Linked DNA regions of Mus musculus: region 1 is linked to region 2. The links are chromatin contacts, called in public HiChIP or PLAC-seq maps. All regions are on one chromosome and are shown on one strand. Each heading gives the region's core, a stretch centred on a gene start, on an enhancer-like site or on the middle of the called end of the contact. The rest is flanking DNA. Distances are from core to core; before and after follow the strand shown.

Region 1 (4,463 bases), core at 774-3,273, 510 kb before region 2:
GAAAAATATTCTTGGATCAGATGAACTAAGCTCCCCCCACAGCCCCCCACCCCACCCCCTGTTCTCAATACATTCCTTTCCCTTTGCTAGATGGCTCCAGGCATGCCTGCGTCTTTTCTATTGTAATTCTACCAAGATAATTTATCTGTGTATTCCTAGCAGATTGCAGGAACTCACTATGAAAACAAAATTCACATACACTTTAGTTAAAGGCCAGCAGCATTTGTACTGGTGACTCTGTGTCATATATTCATCCAAATTGAAAAACTGGTGCTGGCGGGACAGTAGTGGCCCACACCTTAAATCTCAGTACTTGGGAGGCAGAGGCAAGTAGATTTCTGTAAGTTCCGGGCCAGCCTGGTCTACAGAGTGAGTTCCAGGACGGTCAGGGCTACACAGAGAAACCCTGTCTCAAACAAACAGAAGGAGAAAAAAGAAAAGGAAGAAAAAGAAAACTGTAGATGACGAAATGCAAAGCAGACATCTGCATTCACTTACACAACTGAGGGAGACATGATGGACCTACATAAAGTCTCTAGGGACTGAAGGCAAAAGTGGGGCACGTGAGGCCAAGCCAGGCTTAGAGCTGACCATACTGAATGAGCACAGTGGCTTTTTTGAGAGGCACACAACTCTGCTCAAATGGTAATTGCCCTCAAAACTAAAAACAGAAAAACCAGCACGAGGCAAACCTTATTATTAGATGTTTTTAAAGGTTTGTAAAACCCATGAACTTTACTGATAAAAGACACTGATTTCAGAGAAAGGAGCTTCAGTTACCAAGAACCAATCTATCCACCAAAACTTAGAAGAGAACCTTATTATCATTATAAATGACAATAGTTCTTACTCCCCAAAAGGGATTATTCGAAAGTCAGATACCATAAAACAACTCACATTCTCAATGAACTGGGTATTAGACAGCATGAGGAAGTCATTGAACACATTATGCAGACGACAATGTGTGGCTTTGGTCTCCTGAATTAATCCATCCACCTGCTTCTTGATTTCATGAGTCCTGGAGATAGTCTGCTGTGAGAATTCCTGTAGAAACTGTAGTAGCTATTTTGAAAAGAAACATACACAAGTATCAACACTACATGTGATTTAAAGCAAAACAAACAAACAAAAAACCCCTCCCCTTTTGCCCCTATGTTAAGAAAAAGGGATGATACTGTTGATCTAAGGTCAGGTGACCCTGGAAAGCATTAAGAAAGCTCATCAGATAAGTTTGTCCAGAACACAAAACCAGTATCACATTTCTACAGGGATTTAAAGCCCTGTTTGGTTGTCACGCTCCAGAGACCACATAGTGTGACAAAACACCCCAAATCCCACTTGTATGAAAGTTCTGAGCTCTTAGGTCCCGAAGTGAGCAGATCTACTCAAAAATATGTGCTGCCCCATTTAGCCCCAGTTCTAATACAGAAGGGCCTCCGTAGAGACAAAGCAGTCCTTGGAGAGGGCAGAAACAGAATCTGCTCAGCAGGATGGCGTGGAGGGCAAGGTTGAAAAGCCACTGCACGGAAGGAAACCCGCGTCTGCGCGGCAGAGTGCTGGGTAGAAGCCCACAGGGCCGCCCTCCCCGGTGTCTGAGATTGCGCCTTTGAATACTGGAGGAAGCGTGTCCCCGAGGAGGGGTAACTACAACTCTGTCCCTCCCTTGGCCCCGGGTCCCCCGCTCACACCGGCGTCAGCCGCCAGAGACCAGTTCTGACTGCTGCGGCGGATCTCCTCCACCGACCAGGGCCGTTCCCACACCGGCTCGGATGCCGGAGGCCGCTCCGAGTCGGGGCTCGTCCGGTTCATCTACAGCGAGAAGGACAAAAAGAAGAGCTGAGTCTGGGGCGAAGGATCCAGCCCTGCCCTCCTGGGCCGCCGTCCTCACCACGATGACACCGCCACTCAGCAAGCTCCAAAGTGACTACGGGAGTGGCTACTACACTGCCCACCCAGCGCGGTGGTAATCACATGGTTCACGTCACGTGATGGTGTCCTCACGTGACCTGGGGCGCAGCCTCTGATCGGGAGCTATGGGTTAGTAGCTCCTGGGTAATTGGGTTTGACCAGAGAGAAGGTGTTTAAGCGGCCAGCTAGTGCGAAAGAGGCGGAAGGTACCAGTGGGGCCCATGCTGAGGAGTCCCGTGGCCTACCAGGTGGGAGCTGAAGAGGAAGGAGAGCGGAGGACGACTTCCTGGATGTGCGGCGGCTTTATTGATTATGCATGTGATGTGAGACTAGCCCAGGGCCACAGTGACCCTCAATGTGTACATCTGCTAACCGGTTTGGTTTCAGTTCAATGTGGATCCGCTTGAAATTCTTGAAACCCTCAGCTGAGATTCAAGGCCGGGAGGTGGAGGGGTAGAAATCGAAATCCAAAGCTCCCCTGGCTGTCCACTAGCACTTCCTTGTGAACAGACCCCTTTCTGAGTTGGTCTTGCCCAGACTGACTTTTAGAAATAACCCCTTATCTTTCCTTTTTGTGTGCCCGAGAACAAGTTACTTAGCTTCTTCTATAAGCTTTCTTCTGCATATTAAAGAAGCAATACAGCCGGGCATGGTGGCGCACACCTTTAATCCCAGCACTTGGGAGGCAGAGGCAGGCGGATTTCTGAGTTCGAGGCCAGCCTGGTCTACACAGAGAGAAACTCTGTCTCGAAAAATAAAAATAAAAAAGAAGCGATAATAGGTGTTAAAACAGATAGTGCCTGGTATATGGTGAGTGCTCACCTTAGATCTTATCATTTCTCCTGTGCAGATTATTTTTCCAACTTTCAGATTTTGCTTTGTGGCCACCTCCGTTGAAACCTCATTAAAGATTTCTCTTTGGTATGCAACTAAGACAAATGAAAACCTGCTCAGGTAAAAATCTGCAAGAATTTTCACTGTAGTGTTGATCCATACCCAGAAAGCAGAAGCAATCTAAATGTCCATCAGGTGACGAATGGATAAACAAAATGCTGTAGAACCACGCAATTCACCAAAAGAAATAAAATGCTGATATATGATAGGGCATGAATTAACCTAGAAATACTTCAATTGAAAGAGGTCAGTCATATACATGAGCACAGGTTATTCTATTTATATGAAATATCCAGAATGGATCAATCCAGAGAGAGGAAGTAGGTTGGTGGGGGCCAGGGATTGAGGAAAGAAGGGAATGGGGAGTTAACTGCTTATGAGCAAGTAGTCAGCTGTGAACTAGTAAAGCCAGGGTAAAGGCTCAGGTTGGTTTCTGTAGCATTAGTGTGATTGTATCTGTGTTGCTGTTAGGGTGAGCAGGTGTTATAGATAGACATTAGATTTAGGGTTATGATTAACATTGTGGTTATGGTGCTATTTTGGGGGTTAGGGTTAAGGTGGCTGTCTTAGTTATTTTTCTATTGTTATAATAAAAATTACCTCAGAAGCAACTCATAAAAGGAAGGGTTATAGTTAGGATTTAGTGTTACGGTTAATGCTGAGATAGTTGTGAATTATGGTTAGGAGAGCGTTAGTCTTAGGGTGAGCGTAACAGATGAAGGTTTAATTAGGATTAGGGCAGCCTTAATATTCATTACACAGCTGGGTATGGTAGCACACAATTTCTTTATCCCAACCCTGAAGAGGCATATCTAAACTGATACATGTTTGTGTGAAGGCAGCCTGGTCTTAGCTTAGTATTAGTGTTAGGGAAGGGTGTTTGACTAAGGTTAGCTTAAGAGTAGTTTTAATAGAGTTTAGAATACAGTTTGAGGTAAGCAAACCCCTTGAGACCTAATACTTGAAAGGCAGAGGTAGACAGATTATCTGTGAGTTTGAGCTCCAACTTCTCTACATAGAGAGTTCCAGGCCAGTCAGAGCTGCATGGTGGCATGATATCTCAAAAAAAAAAAAAAAAAAAAAAAAAGGTTAGGGTCAGAACTAGAATTATAGTTAGGCTTAGGGTTGAGGGTCAGGATCAGGTTAAGGGTTAGGGATTAAGGTTAGAGTTAAGGGCTAGTTATGGTTAAATATAGTGGTAAACTTTATACATAATCCTAACCCTTAAATAGAATGCTAAACCTAACCATAGTCCCTAACCAGAACCCTAATACTAACTCTACCCCTAATTCTAACCCTACCCTAGTCCTAACCATTGCTAAATCTAATCTTAACCCTAAACCATAGTGATAAAGTAACCTTAACCTAAAAACTATACAGAAAATTAACCATAATCTTTTTCATCTTAATCCTAACCCAAACCAAATACTAACCCTTAATTATAACCTTAAGCCTAAGTTACCGTCTTAGTTAGGATTACTATTGCTGTGATGAAACACCATGAACAAAAGCAGCTTGGGAAGGAAAGAGTTTATTTCACTCACAGTTCCATTTAACAGGTTGTCAAAAGCAGTGAGGGCAGGATCCCAAGCAGTATAGAAACCTGGAGGCAGGAGCTGATGCAGAGGCCATGAAGAAGTGCTGTTTATTGGCTTGCTCCT
Region 2 (4,353 bases), core at 264-2,763:
TTCATGGTTCGTTCTCTCTCTCTCTCTCCCTCTTCTCCCTCTCCTTCTCCCCCCCCCCCCTCTTCCCCCTGACTCTCTCCTTCCCTTCCTACTCTCCTCCTCCTGCCTCCTCCTCTTTTTTAAAAAAATAGGAACTCACTATATAAACCTGGTTGACCTGGAATTCATTACGTAGAGCTGGTTGCTTCAAAATCACAGAGATCTGTCTGCTTTAGCCTCTTGACAGCCAATTCTTTATATTCCTGGGCATGGATGTAGTACTCAGTGTAAACACAGATAGATAGAAAGACAGACAGACAGACAGATAGATAAATTGCTTAGAGTGAGACCACAGCATACCAACACTAATTCACACTAAAATCACTCTGGGGAACAATCTTAGTGTACCTCAGGGGTAGAGCCCTTGCCTAGCATCTTCAAGGTCCTGGGTTTAATTCCCTGGTTTGACTCTGCACTCTTAATGAAGTATAATGATACTATGTGATGTTTGGGGAAATCACTCTTCGTCTCTGAGCCTCTGAGTCCTCATCTGTAAAACGAAGAAACAAATCCCCACAGGATTGGCTCCACCACCTCTAAAGGGCAATGCACACCTGGACATTTGCTTGCCCCGAGGGTCAACTAGTGGCTGTCAGGGTTCCTGGAATCAGGAGAATTGAACAGGTGGCACATGAGTGTGTGGCTGAAGCCCAACTCCCTAGCCCCCTTCCCCCTTAGTCTTCTCCCTCAGTCTGAGCTACAGTGAAACCTTAAAAAGCTTCCCAGCACTGGCCCTCCCAGCACATCAGCGGCTAGCTGAGTGCCCCACCTATACACTTCTGCCTTCCCTGGTCTGAGGGTTCAGGGGGCACAGGGTTTTGTCTTGTTTTGTTTTGTTTTGTTTTGTTTTGTTTTAACAGAACTCATGTCTTGTGTAAGGGACTGCTTCCAGCCAGCACTCTGCACATGCCTGTCCCGTGAGGTCGAAGCTATTGTTAGCCTCTAGTCCGGGGTGAGGGAGCAGAGGCATGGAGTCACTCAACACCTGACTCGGGCCATAGATGAGATGCACCCGGATTTACGGCTCCAGAAGTAAGCAACACATGGCTTACTTTGGGGAATGCAAGCTTTCTCTTACTTATTTTTTGTCAATATAAACAAATATTTGTTTTTCTGGTATTTAAAATAAACCAAAAAACCAAAAACAAAAAAGTGTGGAAGCCGGCTATGTAGGTTCGTGCTTGTGAGTCCAGCACTCGCGGGTCGAGGGAGGAGGGTTGCCACCTCGTAGGAGCGTAGGAGCAGTAGCAGTGGATACCTGCATTCTCAGCTCTGGTCGAGGCAGCTGAGGTGCGTAGCACGGAAGCTAAGCTTGGGATAAGGCCAGCGGGTCCAGGACCTTCCAAAATGTGGGATATAGGATAACCAGGGTCTTATTCATTTGTGAGAAAAGGTGAAAGTAGTTGCAAGCTTGTGGCCGGTCCCTAGGAGGCAGAGGATCCTCCTGCGCTCATCCACAGGGCCCCCCCAGATCCAGCCTGAAACCAACCGCAGTCTCCGCCCTCCCAGTAAATAGGCGTCGCTATTCTAGGCAAGGCCCAGGATAAAAATACTTGCTATGTTCTGCAAGGTTTTTTTTTTTTAAGTCATGAAAATAACAGTGCAGTAAGCTGTCTATTTTTGGTTGGTGCCTGTTGGCACGTGTTCAAAGTCATGGCCCAAATGAGATCTATTTAGAAACAGGTCACCGCAGTTTGTGGGTGTATGGAGGGGCCTCAGACCTGAACCTCGAGCAGAGGGAGAGGAGGCCAGCCTCTGGGCAGGCCTGAGCATCCATGTGTGCCCTGCTTCTTAGCCAAGTTCTTAGGGGTGAAGACTCCACTCCGGCCTGAGGAATCCAACCTTAGGGTGGGACTGGGGTGTGAGAATGTTCCCCAACTTCTCTATAAACCGGCTGATCACACGGCTGCATAGCAGCCTGGCAGATATTCCAGTTGGGGCCCAGCATCTGGGACTGGGCTGGGTTTTTCCAGCCTCAGTGGACAAGAGGGTGCTCCTGGAGGCTGAGAAAAGATCATCTCTGTTAGATGGCTTCATGCAGATGTGGAAAGAACCTGCCCAGGCCTGGGTTTCGGTCTTGGCCCTGGGCCTCCTGGCAGTGTGATGTTAGACAGGTCACTTCACCTCTCCACCTTTTGCTTTTTTCTTTTAGTAAAATGGAGATAATAAAGCCAAGCTTAGAAGAAAGTTGGATGATTGATGTAGATGGTACATTTTAAAGATTATGGTTCATATGGGATGGCTACCATGTCTGGTTTCCTGATTATAGGAGCAGGCGTTCTCTTTCTAACCAGTCTTTTAGGGTCACCTTTCAGTAACAACAACAACAATAACAATAACACAACTATGTGGTATTATGTGCCAGGCATTGTTCTAAATACTTTCCTTATACAAACACACCTCTTTTTTTTTTTTTTTTTTTTTTTTCCATAGCAGCCCAATGAAACAGGCCCTGTGTGATCCTCCTCTCACAGACGGGGACAGTTGAGGCTCAGAGACGGACCGTTTAGCTTGGTGTTGTGGTCTAAGACTGAGGTAGAAGGATCAGGAATTCAAGGTCATATTTAGGGAATTTGAAGGCAACCTGGGCTACATGAGACTCTGTCTCATATAAACAGAAACAAACAAGAGGTTAACACCTTTGCCCTCGGTCACACAGGCAGCAGGTGACAGATCCAGGCCTCAAAACCACAGTCACACGTGGCTAACCACAAGCTATTGGTTCTTTCTTAATTATAGCTGGTTTCTTGAGCCTTCCACAGGAGAGGGCAGGCACAGTCAAGATAGTTGCAACACTCAGGTACCACAAAGAATCTTAAAAGGTCAGCCAGACTCTCTGGTTTTAACCCTTAGCCTTTCCCAGGCAGCAGTGCACACCTGGCTGGGTGTGGTGCAAGCCTATTAACCTTAGCACTTGGGAGATGGAAGCAGGGTGATTAGAAGGAGTTTAAGGTCGTCCTTAGCTACCTCATGAGTTCAAGGACAGCCTGAACTGCTTGAGACCCAGTGTAAAAACAGGCAAAGAGAAAACAATGGGGCTGGAGAGATGACTGATGGCTCGGTGGCTAAGAGCACTGACTGCTCTTGCCGAGGACCTGGGTTTGATTTCTCACATACCTGGCAGTTACAGGGGATCAGATGCCCTCTTCTGGCCTCCTTGGGTACTACACACATGTGCTACACATGCAGGCAAACACATAAAAATAAATGAATAAATAAATAAATAAGCAGCAACAAAGAAAAATACTTTAAGAAGATGGACATGGGGGCCAGTAGGAAAGCACTTACTGAGCCCTCCAGGTCCTGGGTTCCATCTCCAGCACCGAACACAAATGTTTTATTGATGTTGACTTGGAAGGGAGGTGGAATGGGGTGTGGCCTCAGGGTCTCATGGTGTGTTTCCTCCTACTATGATGCTGCTGATCTTTTCACGTTTAATAATTTATGCTCCCTCTGTGACTTTATTCATATCTATGACCTCTCCTTCCCTCACTGCCAGGGGCCTGCCTGGCCGTAGGGGACAAGCTGAGGTGGAACACAGAGTTGGACAAAAGCCAAAGGACTGATAATTTCCGGCCTTTTAATTCTCTCTGACTCGACTGGAGACTAGAAACTGATGGCTTCTGGAAACTTAACACTCCCTTGCTTATTCTGTGGCTGAAAACCACTGGCTTCTTTTTTCTTTAACTCTCTGCGATTTATTTTTGCTTTATAAAACTCTCTGTACACTACTTAACCCTGGAGACTTAACGCTTTCTTGCTGTTCTGTGCCTCAGTAAGCTCTAAAACTTAACTTTTTATGCTTAAATGATTGCTGGGGAAACTTAATCCTTATCTGTCTTTACTTGTGGTTAAATAAAGGCTAATATCTGAAGGTTAACATATGCTGTTTAGCAGCAGGGAACAAGTAAAGGATTTATTGCTAGAGATCCTTTCTTTGGCGAGTCAGCCAGAGGCCTCTCGCTGGCCAGGTGAGAAGCTTGGAGCTAGTTAACTCTTTTTGAACTGGAGAGAAAAAGGAAAGGGAAGAAGTCACTCACACAAACCAGGTGAAGCAGATAGTGGCTGCACCACCTTTCTTTATTGCTTTCAGCCTTTTTATAGCTTAAAAAGTTCTCTATGTAAGAAAAAATTACCTCATAGAGAACATGTTAAAAGGGGAGTTACGGAAGAATATCAATAACAAGCTCAAAGCAGTGTTTCATACTGCAAGTTCATTATAAGTTCAAAGCAACAGTTTTTACATGGCCTTGTCTTATCATAGTGCACACCTGTGGCTTCATTCTTGGACCTGAATGTTTTTCCTTGAACACA

What was found. HiChIP or PLAC-seq counts read pairs in DNA pulled down with a chosen protein or histone mark.
Region 1: an H3K4me3 HiChIP or PLAC-seq map of bone marrow-derived macrophages shows a contact between it and region 2, with 3 times the contacts expected there. The contact joins the promoter of 9530062K07Rik here to the enhancer-like site in region 2. A contact is called at or near these places in 2 of 39 promoter capture datasets (hippocampal neurons and pre-B cells), 1 of 484 Hi-C or Micro-C datasets (regulatory T cells), 2 of 115 datasets of contacts at active chromatin or transcription factors (bone marrow-derived macrophages and embryonic stem cells) and 1 of 9 other capture datasets (liver).

Annotation. Positions count from the first base shown.
Region 1 is chr6:116,205,553-116,210,015 of GRCm38.p6, reverse strand. It overlaps 9530062K07Rik (RIKEN cDNA 9530062K07 gene), which reads left to right and starts at 2,023. Exons shown (of 4, transcript NR_131013.1): 1 at 2,023-2,114; 2 at 2,759-2,862. Washc2 (WASH complex subunit 2`) reads right to left here and starts at 1,983. Exons shown (of 31, transcript NM_026585.3): 1 at 1,889-1,983; 2 at 1,687-1,809; 3 at 898-1,062. The coding sequence starts at 1,809.
Region 2 is chr6:115,691,936-115,696,288 of GRCm38.p6, reverse strand. No RefSeq gene overlaps it. Among named protein-coding and RNA genes, the nearest start is that of Gm38879, 7.0 kb to the left of the region's middle. Within about 2 kb of position 1,513, at least 51 of the 459 cell types and tissues checked have an H3K27ac peak or open chromatin away from gene starts, as enhancers often do. A contact at or near this core is called in bone marrow-derived macrophages, where this site is marked.